Regions from separate parts of the Mus musculus genome. Here region 2 is linked to region 1. The links are chromatin contacts, called in public promoter capture Hi-C maps. All regions are on one chromosome and are shown on one strand. The core of a region is the stretch at or near the end of the contact, and the rest is flanking DNA. Distances in the headings are between cores, read along the strand shown.

Region 1 (6,515 bases), core at 2,728-5,227:
GCTTTTAATGGTGTATTATTCGGAGACCATGATATGTACGTTAAGGTTATTGGTTATTACCAAGTCAATAACGATTTCTAAATATTTGCAATGGACCGAGTTAAGCAGTGATGCTTTCCCATGTGTATAAAATATAGCCGAAATTCATATTCATGCTAGTGTAGAACTTAACCTTTTTCACCAATATAGTTTTCCTTTCCTAATGAAAAATGAAAAGATATCTTCATATTTCTGGGAATTGAAGAATCAAGGCATAATTTATGTTTGCAAACAACCATTTACAATGGCATGGCTTCTTACTGTCATTGAAGTGAAATAGAATCACAGGGTTCTACATTCTCCTACAATTGACAGAAATAGCAAGTAATGATTACTAGGAATTTACCTTGTAACAAAGGTTAAACACTATACTGATCCCGTGCCAAGGTATTATTCCACTGTTTGCAAATAGAAAATGTGAAGCCAAGATGGGTAGGGTTATCACAGTTATTGGACTAGTTAATAATGAAAAGATCTTGATCACTGATTGTCTGACACTGCAATCTGCAAAGTGAACCAATTATTAATGACTATGCTATGGCTCTTGCTTAATTAATAATATTCACTTTCTGCTATAATTATGAAATGAGCCAGGCATATTAGACAATACCCTAGTGGCAGTTAGGAAAAGTAAATAGTACATAAAGATTATAGCCTTATGTACTATAATTTCACACATGCTGTGTAATTATATATGAATGTGCAACCTGGGTGAGTCAATCAAAATTAGCTTGTAGGGCCACATGAGTTATTTGATGGTAGCCTTCTGACGCAATTCTAGAAATCTCCCTGATGATTTGAACGGCTCCATAGATGACACACTAATGTTCTGATGCTATGGTTTTAAAAAATAGCTCATTTGTGTAAAAGTCCAATATTAACAAAAGCATAGTTTGGATTCTGTTTTACCAGGAACTGTTCAATAACTAAAACGCATCAGATTTCATTTATTCTAAAACTGTGAGGATTTTTGAAAAGTCAATGATATTGACTTTCAATTTGATTTTAAAGTGTTTCAGTGGCAATACTAAATACTTGGTGTCCTAAAATTTAATGGTAGCCCTTTAAGTTGAGTAGCTGCTACTGGGTGCTATGTTGCAATAAAAGAGTGGGCAACTACCTTCTGGAGGCCACAGAGCTCTGACTTTTCCCTCTTTACTTCATTGAAAAAGGGGTTGCCGTCTCTCGAAAAGATTAGAGGAGACTAGATCCTAGCTAATCTGGATTCCCAACCCAGCTGTGTTTTCCCTACAACATGCAGTTCCAAAAATGGCCTAGAATGGATTGATGAAATAATTTCATTGTTGGTAGCATTTACACAAATACTGTTAAAGCACACCACACTAATCAAGATTAGTATAACACTGAGTGGTGATGTAACAGCTAAAAAAGTGACAGTCAATAAGGAAAGAACAGGAGACTGTCTAATCAGGAAGGGGGTTCTGACAAAAGAATTAGCAAAAGGGAAGTGCATTATGGTTAACTGTCTCCACGACATATTCAAAAGCATTTAGGAAAAGCTGTCCCAAATACAGAGAGATAAGACTTTCTTAGGTATTCTGATAATGCTTCCAGGGAGACTTTTGAGTGGTTCTTGAAGAAATGTACTTTTGTAGAGTTAGGAAATTCCCTATGTAGGACCTTATTTCATCTTCCTAAGTGACAATATCACAGTGTAATACCAATGGCTCTGGGTCGTCTAATACATGTAATTACAGTACAGTCTTGTTAGAGATATGGTTGTACTATTCTTATGACTTTAAGACACACACACACACACACACACACACACACACATATATATATATGTGTATATATATATATATATGAACTATTACAGGGTTCCTAACCTCCCTGCGTCCCCGAGTTACAAAGGAGTTAGAAACAACAAAGGAAAATAGTTTCCCCAAGTAAAAGCCCCCTGTAATTATATACACACAAATTAGATAGATAGATAGATAGATAGATAGATAGATAGATAGATAGATATAGATAGAACAAAAATTTAAAAGAGTGTCCAGACCATTTATTCATGATTACGAGAGAGTTATGGGATGAGAAATATAGAACAGGTTGGAGGAAAGAGAAGAAAAGGGGGAAATTATATAATTCAAATTTAAATTGTAAAAAGCTAAATGGAAGTTAATCCACTCTAAGTGGGATTTTAAATGTAACCTTGAAATCGGAAAGTTTTGCGTGTTTATTTATTTACTTACTGATTTTAAGACAGTGTCTCATTTTGCCCTACCTGGAGCTCACTGTATCTCAAAGTTGTCCCCTCAAATTGACTACAATTCTCCTGCCTCAATCCCAGGAGTTGGGATTTCAGGTGCAAACTAGCTGGTCCAGCTTTGTAACTACCAGCCTGCTTTTTGAATAGATGGCAGAAACTCCAGCAACTTTGGGGAGAAAGTTGGGAATAGTGAAATGCTCTCAACCTCTTCTCAGAAGAGGCTGTTTGATCTTGTAGAATCATGTAGAATCAGTCACAGTTTTGCATGATTAGTTTCTGGCTTTTCTTGGAGATCCTTCCAAGCCAAACATACTTTCTTCTACCCATAACCAACTTATTCGTAGTAGTTCTCTTCCAGGACTCTATGGTCCAGCCCATGACCTGTATCTCCTTCGGTCATCTAAAACTGCTCATTTTCATGCTCTGCATCATCAGTACCTACCCTAGTTCATTCCATGCTACCGTTTCTTGTCTAGTTTCTTCAGAGACATAAGATTTCCATCTTGCCATTCCTCCAGCGTGGTCTGTTATCTTATCTTTACGTTTCCAAACAAATCAGATGAAGATGTTATTTCTCCCAGAAGGCGGAAGCAGAGGGCTCTGGCTGTGCTACAGAATCACATAAGGAAAGCTGAGCTGAGCTTGGCAGCAAAGGATCTTAGCTGATAGAAAGCAACGTGGAGAAATACTAAGCAAAAGTTAAGGTAATACCTTGACCTATAAAGGTCCACACTAACATTCTATGGGGGAAAAAAATAAAGGTTACCTAAATCCAAGACATACGGTAGAAATCAGAGCACTGACTCAGTATCAGAATGTCACTGTATTGATTCATCCATTCCTTCACTTCGCCCATCATGAATCAGAGATACTGTTCTAGGAGTTCTAGAAATTCATTTCACCATTCTGCGCCCCCCCCCCAGCCCATTAAGAGCATCCCACATGCTGTTGGCTCTCTGAATTATATTATGTTGCTTCCTTACTAAAATCTCATAATGCCGTCCCACCTAAACATAGTTTGACTTCTGACAAAATAATTCTACATAATGAATAGAAAGTAGCAATTAAATATATACATATACATATGTATGTGTGTGTGTGTGTGTGTATATCTTAATAACATAGCTGGGATAAGAAGATCCTCAGATCTGTGGCTTTTTGAGCACAGTCACATTTGTGTTTGGGCACAAGAAATGCTATTGAAGGCTCCTGGCAGGGTAAAGAGCTGTAACATTTTATGTCAAAGCACTTTGTAAACAAACTGCTGTTCAAGTGAAAGATGCATGCAGAAACAGCCAACTTTCCTTGGTTCTGGTTTTTTCCTTTTCTTATTGACAGAATTATTGTTCAGTCTGTAATAAAATCTGTCACAATATGACAAGCTCCATAGGACAGTTCGGCAAACAATAACATGCTAACGGTCATAGTGTGAGATTCCTCTCTGCCTCGTACAGCATGTTCTGCTCTGAAGAGAATTATAGATACAGAACCACACTTCTTTCTGAGTTTGCCTTTGTTTCTGCCTTTTTTAAAAAATTCAAATGTTAGAAGAATGTTGTTTTCTTTTTCCAAGAACCTTTCAATTTCTTCTCTCGAGTTTCAGAGTGAATTTTCACTGTCGACCTCAGGGAGTTAAGTTGCTCTCTTGCTCTTATTGTTTCACAGAGTCAGCCTGGTCAACCTTTCCATTAAGTGTGAACCAAAGGGTCATAGGTTGATGAGTGAAAGGTCCAAGCAGGAGGCTTCATACTGCTAGGACAAGTAGTCTCTTTCAACATTAGGGGGTGGGGGTGACCACATCATGAAGTCATTTAGAGCATATGATCAATGCCAGTGAACATAAGCAAAGTATATTCTTTGTCTTTACAATAAGGATTCCCCACCCCCACCTTGGCAAATACTAGCACTGACTTGTTTCCACTGGTTGACATAAGTCTGTTCTGAACACTAGTCATCTGATGTCTGAAATACCTTGACATTTTAATACTGGGTGAAAACTGTCTAAAGTCTGAAGCTTTTGCATGTGAGTTACCAGAATCTTCAAGCATTCTTAAAATTTGGTACTCTCTCCATCTTTTTAAATAATCTGTGATTGATTTGATAGTTTTCTTATATGTATCATTAGTATGACCAAACTCTCTTGGAAATACATTTGAAATAAGTGCATTTGTAATTCTTATACATGGCATAAATTGTTGTGCATTATCAATAAAAAAATCCAAGAAGATGAACATTTCTTAAAAGATAATCCATAAAATGTTTAACAAATATAAACACATCTTGAAGTGTGTTCTTTTCACTTTCCTCGTGGTTTTTACATTTGATTCTTTAATGCTTCATCTTCATACATAGGTTACTTATTGACTAATAGGTTAATTAACTCTATTTTTAAAGTTATATTAAGTAATTGTGGATTTTCAGGAGATTGGGGTGATAGGCACAAGTGCAGATACGTGGAGAGGACATAAGTAGGAATCTCTTCCCCAGGAGCTGGAGTTACAGTTAGTCATGGGTGAGTGCAGATGTGTGGAGAAGACAGAAGGAGGCATCCCATCCATAGGAACTGGAGTTATAGTTAGTTATATGTATAAGAACTGGATCCAGGTCTCTATAAGAGCAGGAACAAACCACCCTTAACCACTGAGCTATCTCATCAGCCACAATCTATTCTTAACAGACAAAATCAATCATAGCACTAAAGGATAAGTTGTAATGGTGTTTATGACACAAATAAGCAAAGAAAAATCTCATTATAGATGATATTTTTAAGACAACAAATAATTCAATGAATAAAAGAGTATATAACTCTCATAAACACAAGCACTTCTGCTCTTCGCTATATATTAAGCAGCTTTAATCTGGAGCTGCCTGTAGTCTTTGAAACTTTGGTTGGTTGTAGATTTAAGGGTCACACTCAATATTTTACTTTACTGTCCATAAAAATCTAACAGGCATTGTTTAAAACCTTGAGTTTTGAGCATTGTCCAAAATGCAATAGGAAATTTTCATTTAGCGAAACTCTATTGAGGAAATTAATTCCCGCTCATTCCTGTGAGTATTTTCTGATCTAAGAGTTGTCATTAGTCTTGAAACATCGTGTTCTCAACACCTCTTCCCTGATTTCACAGCCACTTATCAAAGCGAAAAGCTTCTCCTGCTTCTCCACTCTCAGCATCCTTCATGATTATCTTGTGATACTTAAAATTGCCCATAATTCACATAGGAAATATATCTTCCTTTAATGTGTTCCACTTCTTCAAATGCTGTGCCTCCTATGAAATCCAAAGTCCAAATTAAAGTTCAAAATAAGATCTCTCCAACATCCATTCAGTATTTCCACTTTTAAGATTTATGGCATCATACATGTCTAGTTATTTTTAAGCAGGGATGAAAAGAGCAAACATCAAAAAGAGGAGGTTCGTTCAAGTTTGGAGGGGCAAAAGCTGAGAATATGTAAGAATTCTTCGGGCAGCTTTAAAGGAGTCCCAGCATTCCAGCTTTGACAAACCATATTTCAAAATGATGACAAAATTTAAAGACATTATTTTATGGCCACTATCATAGATACTGGAAATCTTTCAAATAATATATAAGATGTGAGCACTAACATTGGGGCTGGAAGAAGTGAGAGGAAAATTAAAGAAGACAAAAAACAATTAGGGCAAAGAGAGAAGATGTATTCATCATTTAAATACATCCCTGCCTTTCACTGTCTTTCCCACAAGTGATTTTTTTTAGAATTAATTTTTTTATTAGGTATTTTCCTCATTTACATTTCCAATGCTATCCAAAAAGTCCCCAATACCCTCCCCCCCACACTACCCTCCCCCCCACACTACCCTCCCCCCCTCCCACTTTTTGGCCCTGGCGTTCCCCTGTACTGGGGCATATAAAGTTTGCAAGTCCAATGGGCCTCTCTTTCCACTGATGGCCGACTAGGCCATCTTTTGATACATATGCAACTAGAGTCAAGAGCTCTGGGGTACTGGTTAGTTCATAATGTTGTTCCACCTATAGGGTTGCAGATCATTCTTTCTTTCTTTGTATGTAAACCTTTGGAGAATTATTAGTAAAGTGATATACTAAGAAAAGGGACTTAAGACAGACCAAACAAATTCGTCATTGAAGAAAGAGCCTTAGACGGATATGGATCTGAGTTTCACAGTTACTTTGATGCTTACGTGAGATGGGCTGACATCATCCTCAAAAGCAGCCATTCGATTCCATAAAAAGCATAGAGAGC
Region 2 (5,620 bases), core at 823-3,322, 1.8 Mb before region 1:
GCCACAGAACGAAAAAGGCCCGTGCCACCTCTTTGCTTCCCGCCCTAAGTCTGCACACGATAAAAATAAAAATAATAATAATAATAACCACACATTCTAAACACCACCACAGAACACACCACCCCGCCAGCAACCCCAGCACGTCCCGTACCTGATATGCAGACGATGAAATTGGCTTGAAGAAGAAAAAGCACCTCCCAGACTATTTCCATCCTCTGATTCTCATTCCAGGTGCATCACTCGACGGGAAAACAGGGGGGAAGGGGGGAGCCCGACACGGTACACACATACACACACGCACACTCTCTCCAGAGAGCGCACACTCGCGCTCCCACCCGACAGCCGGCCAGGGACAGGCACCCCCAAGATCAATAACGCAGTTTGAATTGTTTCGGCAAATCTCCCCTCGGGCTCTTCGGATGTACTCCCCAGATGTGCTGACACATGTCCGATGCCTCGTTGCCTCGGAGGTCTCCCCTCTCTTGTATCTCTGCTCCTCTCACCAGTGGCAGAAATGGCACTTGCGGCGACCGCGGTGGCGGCGGCGGCAGCCACCTGAAGCCAACAGCACTGGGCTTTTCCTGCAAAACCGAGACCCCGATCCGCCGGGCGCCCCAAGAAGACATAGACAACAGCCCCCCGCTGGGCCGAGCTGTAGAGTTCTGGGCTCTTGCTCTCTTTCCGTAGGCTAGCTGAGCCCAGGTAGTCCGCGACAAGTTGCCCTCGAAGTCCGCCCCCCTTCACCGGGGCATGGTCAAAGGGTGACTGCTGTCTCTGATCAGGCCAGTTCTCCTGCTTCCGGAGGGGTGGGGAGAGAGGAGCAGACACCGCACACAGAGAAAGAAAGAGAAGCGGGGATTATTGCCCGCAAACACAGGTCACCAGCTGCCTCCGTTGACCCTCCCTGCTCCCCAAGTCCTCGAGCCGCCTGCCGCCTCCAAGCTGGCTTCAGGCGATGCTTCCAGGACGCCGAGCCCAAGGCTAGGCTCCCAGGACTGGGGTGCGTCGGGAGTCTCACTGACTCCCCCTCGTTGCACGCGCGCTTTCCGCTTTTCTGCTATTTTCCAGGGCTCCCCAGACCCCGCAATTGCCTCGCTTCCATCGCCCGCAACTAGCACCGCCGCCGAGATTTTCCGCAATGCAACTGCAGGGGTCGTTATTTCCTCGCCTACGGATCCCGACGCCTTCCCACTTGGAGAGGAGGAGGGCAGGTGGGGGCGGGAGCACGAGGAGGAGGGGAAGGAGAAGGCTCGGCCAGGTGAGCTTCCGTGCGGCCGCCCGGAGTCCCCACGTCAGCGGGGCGGCCAGGCACCCGGGGGCGGAGGCAAAAAGTCCGTCCCGGGGAGGGCGGCGAGGACATAAGGAGCAGTAGCTGGGAGTCAGCACTTCAGGCCACTGCCTCGGCCGGGACCCTAGGCGCCAGCCTTGGAACTCCGCCCCGCCCGGCTGCCCCGCTTCCCCTCCAGGAGCTTGGAGTTTCTTTTTTCTTTAAAAAGAACTTCTCGGCTGTTCGCTCACTACAGAAAAGCCGTGCGGGACTCATCTTGGAAGGACTGCGCTGTGCTCATTCCCTCTGCAGCGGAATTTGAAGGATTTTTTTTCTTTCTTTCTTTCATAATCCATTCCCTGCCCTCTCCTTTTCGTCCCTCTCCTGCTCCCTCCTTCCCCCCCCCCCCGCCCCCATCCTGCTCGGATGCCAGAAGAAAGCTACTTACCCCACAGTTCTCTTCGCAGATTCCCTGATCAGGTGCAACTCTTGCCCGCAAGTCCCTCACCTCCCTCCTCTCGCAACGGACACTCTAAGTCCGGGTACCAGCGGCCGCCAACCGCATCCCTATCAGAGCAGCTACGGGAGAATCCGATACCATCGGAAACCCAGGCCTCCCGGGAAACGGGTTTCCCTTCTTGTTTTTCTTTCACCGTTTTTCTTTAGAAAAGCTCTCAAACGCTTTGGTGGCTTTTGATGGACCCCGGGATACTCTCGGTCAGCGACACTCAGCAGCTTCCAGGGAAGGAGATTTTCCCCCAGCAAGCCGGCGCGCGCGCACTCTTGCCCAGCGCGCGGCTCTCTCGGGCCCCAGGGGAAGGAGGGGGCGGCGAGAGCACCACCCACCACCCAGGCGGAGCCGGAGCCGCCGGGTCTGCAGAAGGTCTAGCCCTGGAAGGGCGGCCTGGGAATGCAGTGCGGATGCAGGGTAAATGCTAGGAAATCCTGCGCTCCGGACTGCTCGCCTAAAAGGGCTAGGGGTGAACAGGGAAGGAAAAACTGCAGCAGATTTGTGTGCGTCTATCAAGGCAGGAGTGGCTGGCGGAAAGCCCCAGACCTACCTCTTTTAAGGGTGCTGAAGAAGAAGAGGGCAGGGCAGAGGGAATCCCTGGAAAGATCTGGGGTTTGTGGAGAAGCTTGTCCGGATACCCAAGTGTGACGTTGGGAGGCTTTGCATAAGCGCGGATGGACACACACAACAAACACACGCACAACCCACAGGGAATATTTTTGTACTTTTAAATTGCTGATGCTTAGAAGCTGTTTCACTGTGAGCCTCGATCTAATAAGCATAGAAAGAGTGGAGAAGTGGAAAGGAAGAAGGTGGGAAAGAACCATGTTTTTTGATCTGCACAGTAGATGCAGCAAACACAGCGAACATCCAGACTGTGTGGCATCTAAGGGTGCGGCATAAGAGCCAAAGTAGTTACACCAGAGGGCTCCCCGGATTCTTGAATGGAGTCTAGGAAGTCTAGAGATTCTCTGTACTGGGAAGTCGGGCGTCATGAGACCCGGAGGGGAGCAGTGGGGGTGTGGGGGCTGGCGCTGAGAGAGGAAGGAAAGCAGCTAGCTGACTGCAGAAACCAGAGTGTGCGGTTCTGCAGCCTCCGGGGATCCTAAAAAAGAACCGCTGGCAGTCTTGCCTACTCTTTAAGAAGGAGGTGTGGCCGAGGGAATTTTTTCCCCCCTCTGAGACGACAGCCAAGGACTCCAGGTGGCCAACGCATTAAAAATCGAGGCTCGGATGAAATAAATCCATGCTTTTTAGGTAGAGAACTTTGAGACTCAGCAGGAAAGACATTGAGACTTGAGAACATTAATAGAATCAGAGACGGTGAGAATTAGCCCATTTGGGAAACATAGAGGGGAGTGTTTGTCTCCGTGTCTTGAAAGTAGACTGCATGAAAGGGATTTTTTTGAGCAGAGAGAGAAGAAAGCAGTTTGCCAAATGTGAACAGAGCCATCGTAGGTCAGCACCACGGATAGCGACCTACCTTCTGTGATTCCAAGCTGGTTTACTGACAGCAGGAGAGCTTTCTCTCTGGATGTGCAAGCAAAGTGACTGGGTTTTATACCACATAACCATTCATTTATTAACGGATTATGCAAATATCAAGTGACTGACTTATATACATCAAGCATTGTAGTACAGTGTTGTGGTTTTAAAACTGAAAAGCACGATGGGTGTTTATCACAGAGCTCAGAGATTGTGCCTTCCTGTACATTTTGCCTTAAGACCAATGCTAGTAAATAATAGTTCATCCCTTTCTTTCCTGCCTAGACCTGCCACTGTCACTGTAAACGTTTAATTTATCATTGTTTATAATGTATTTAAAAAATAAACTCATGAGATTATTTGTTAGTTAAAAAAATGTATTGATTGATTTCCATAGACCAGGCATTGATGAGTCTCTAGCATGAATTATCTCACTTAGTCATCATTAACATCCCGTCTTGGTCCATTTGTGATGCTTTCACAAAATAGCACAGCCCACAAAATTTATAAATAATTTTTTACACTCCTGGAGGCTGGGAGAGGGCTGAGGTTGGGACATTCCACACTGAGAGAAAGGGTTCTTTCTATGTCCTTATACAACAGGAGACAGAAAGACAAAATATTTTAAAGCACTTCCCATGATAGTTTTATAAGGGTAAATCCTTCCATTCGTGAATGTAGAATCCTTATGACCTAATCATTTTTCTACAGGTCTACCTCTCATATAAGCACATTGGAGATTCGATTCCAACATGAATTTTGGAAGGCACACATTTGAGCCACCATAGCAGATCCCTGTACAATACATATCTTATAAAACAATCTCAGAGTCTCTATTTACCTCACAACTACTAACAGGTAGTACAGAGATTACGTCTGGGAAGTCCAGACTATGCAAATTCATTTCATGCTTGAGAAAACGAAATGCATCACCGTGAAGGAAGTGTTGGGAGCTTAGGGAAAGTCTAAGTGTTCACACCACACACATAGAGACAATCAAAGTCGGGCTGAAAACATACTGGCAGGTTATGTAACTTCAAAGTTACTTAAATTAAAATCAAGAGAGAGAGAAAAGATTACTGGCAATTGGGAACAGACCAGAGCATTTCTAACTAGGAGTCTAAAGGCCAATTCTCTTACACTTGCAATCTGGCAATAAACACAACATGCCCCCAGTGTTTAGGTTTCTTACTAGAGTCTCCTAAAGAAATAACAATATTTTCTTAAGTGTTTTCTAGGATTGATCTGTATGTTTCATTTTAAACAGTGAAACCCTCTCGTTAAATCCAAATAAAAACTCAGTGAGAAAATATTAAGTAGGAATCTTTAAATACAGTACTTTTTATTCCTAAGTGAGTGCAGTGCTCTTGACAGCCAGAAGAGGGCATCAGATTCCCTTGAGCGGGAGTAATGGGTGATTGTGAGCCATTGGATGTGGGTGCTGGACACTGAATTCAGATCTTCTGAAAGAGTAGTATGACACTGAGACATCTTTCCAGACCCTTATATCCAAATCTTTATGTCTTTTGAAATCCTCTTCCAAACCTGCTTTCATCTTATCTCATTTCTAGTCCTTTAATTTCTCCATTACAAATTCAGTGTAAGTGTTTTACAAAATTGAGTAGAGTTTTGGTGAAGCTCAACCGTGAGATACAGTATCAGTTGCCTTTAGACTTTCGAAGAAATACAGTTCCATTTCCCAGGAGGATGACACTGAATTTGGTGGTGATGGTGGTGGTGGTGTGTTATCTTCTTTTATATTCACTTCTCTAAAGCAAGTGACTCACCTGATTGGTCAAACTTGTAAAAACATAGCATACTTGTTTGGATATGTTTCTTAAAAGTAGTTCATATGGAACTAGAAGGTGAAGACAATCATGGGGGTTTTTTTTTGTTTTGTTTTGTTTTGTTTTGTTTTTGATTTTGTTTTTGTTTTTTGTTTTTTTGTCTTTTTTTTTTTTTTTTTGCTCTCCTACTAGCCTGCGTTCAAGTACAAAGGGCTCACTGTGTCCTTTAGGCTTCACCCTCATCTCTCTCACACTCTTTGAGACAATGTCATGCTATTTGCTAACTTTGGCCTGAGCCTTACTTTGTATGTATGTTTCATTCCCCCATGTCCTATCTACTACCTTGAGAAGAGTGGAGTCAGAAAGACCTTTGTTCTGTTGCAGTGACTACATCTCTGAGGTCAGCCACAATCAACCATGTGTGTGGAAAAGAATATTTAGAGCCTACTTTATATAACTAACCACCTATACAGGTGATTTCACTAGTTCTGAATTTGAGAGAAACAGTTGGAAAAACATCATTTTAATTTTTATTTAAATGTTTTTATCTAAGGTGCATATACACATAGA

What was found. Promoter capture Hi-C pulls out the DNA fragments that hold promoters and counts their contacts.
Region 2: a promoter capture Hi-C map of second pharyngeal arch cranial neural crest shows a contact between it and region 1, with 15 times the contacts expected there. The contact joins the promoter of Car10 here to the enhancer-like site in region 1. A contact is called at or near these places in 7 of 39 promoter capture datasets (the 3T3-L1 cell line, hippocampal neurons, liver and 3 more), 2 of 484 Hi-C or Micro-C datasets (cerebellar granule neurons and cortical neurons), 2 of 115 datasets of contacts at active chromatin or transcription factors (embryonic forebrain and stem cell-derived neural progenitor cells) and 1 of 9 other capture datasets (liver).

What each region holds. Positions count from the first base shown.
Region 1 is chr11:91,307,538-91,314,052 of GRCm38.p6, reverse strand. No RefSeq gene overlaps it. Among named protein-coding and RNA genes, the nearest start is that of Gm38950, 250 kb to the left of the region's middle. Within about 2 kb of position 3,977, at least 2 of the 459 cell types and tissues checked have an H3K27ac peak or open chromatin away from gene starts, as enhancers often do. A contact at or near this core is called in second pharyngeal arch cranial neural crest, where this site is marked.
Region 2 is chr11:93,094,818-93,100,437 of GRCm38.p6, reverse strand. It overlaps Car10 (carbonic anhydrase 10), which reads right to left and starts at 2,072. Exons shown (of 10, transcript NM_001361708.1): 1 at 1,716-2,072; 2 at 152-792. The coding sequence starts at 212.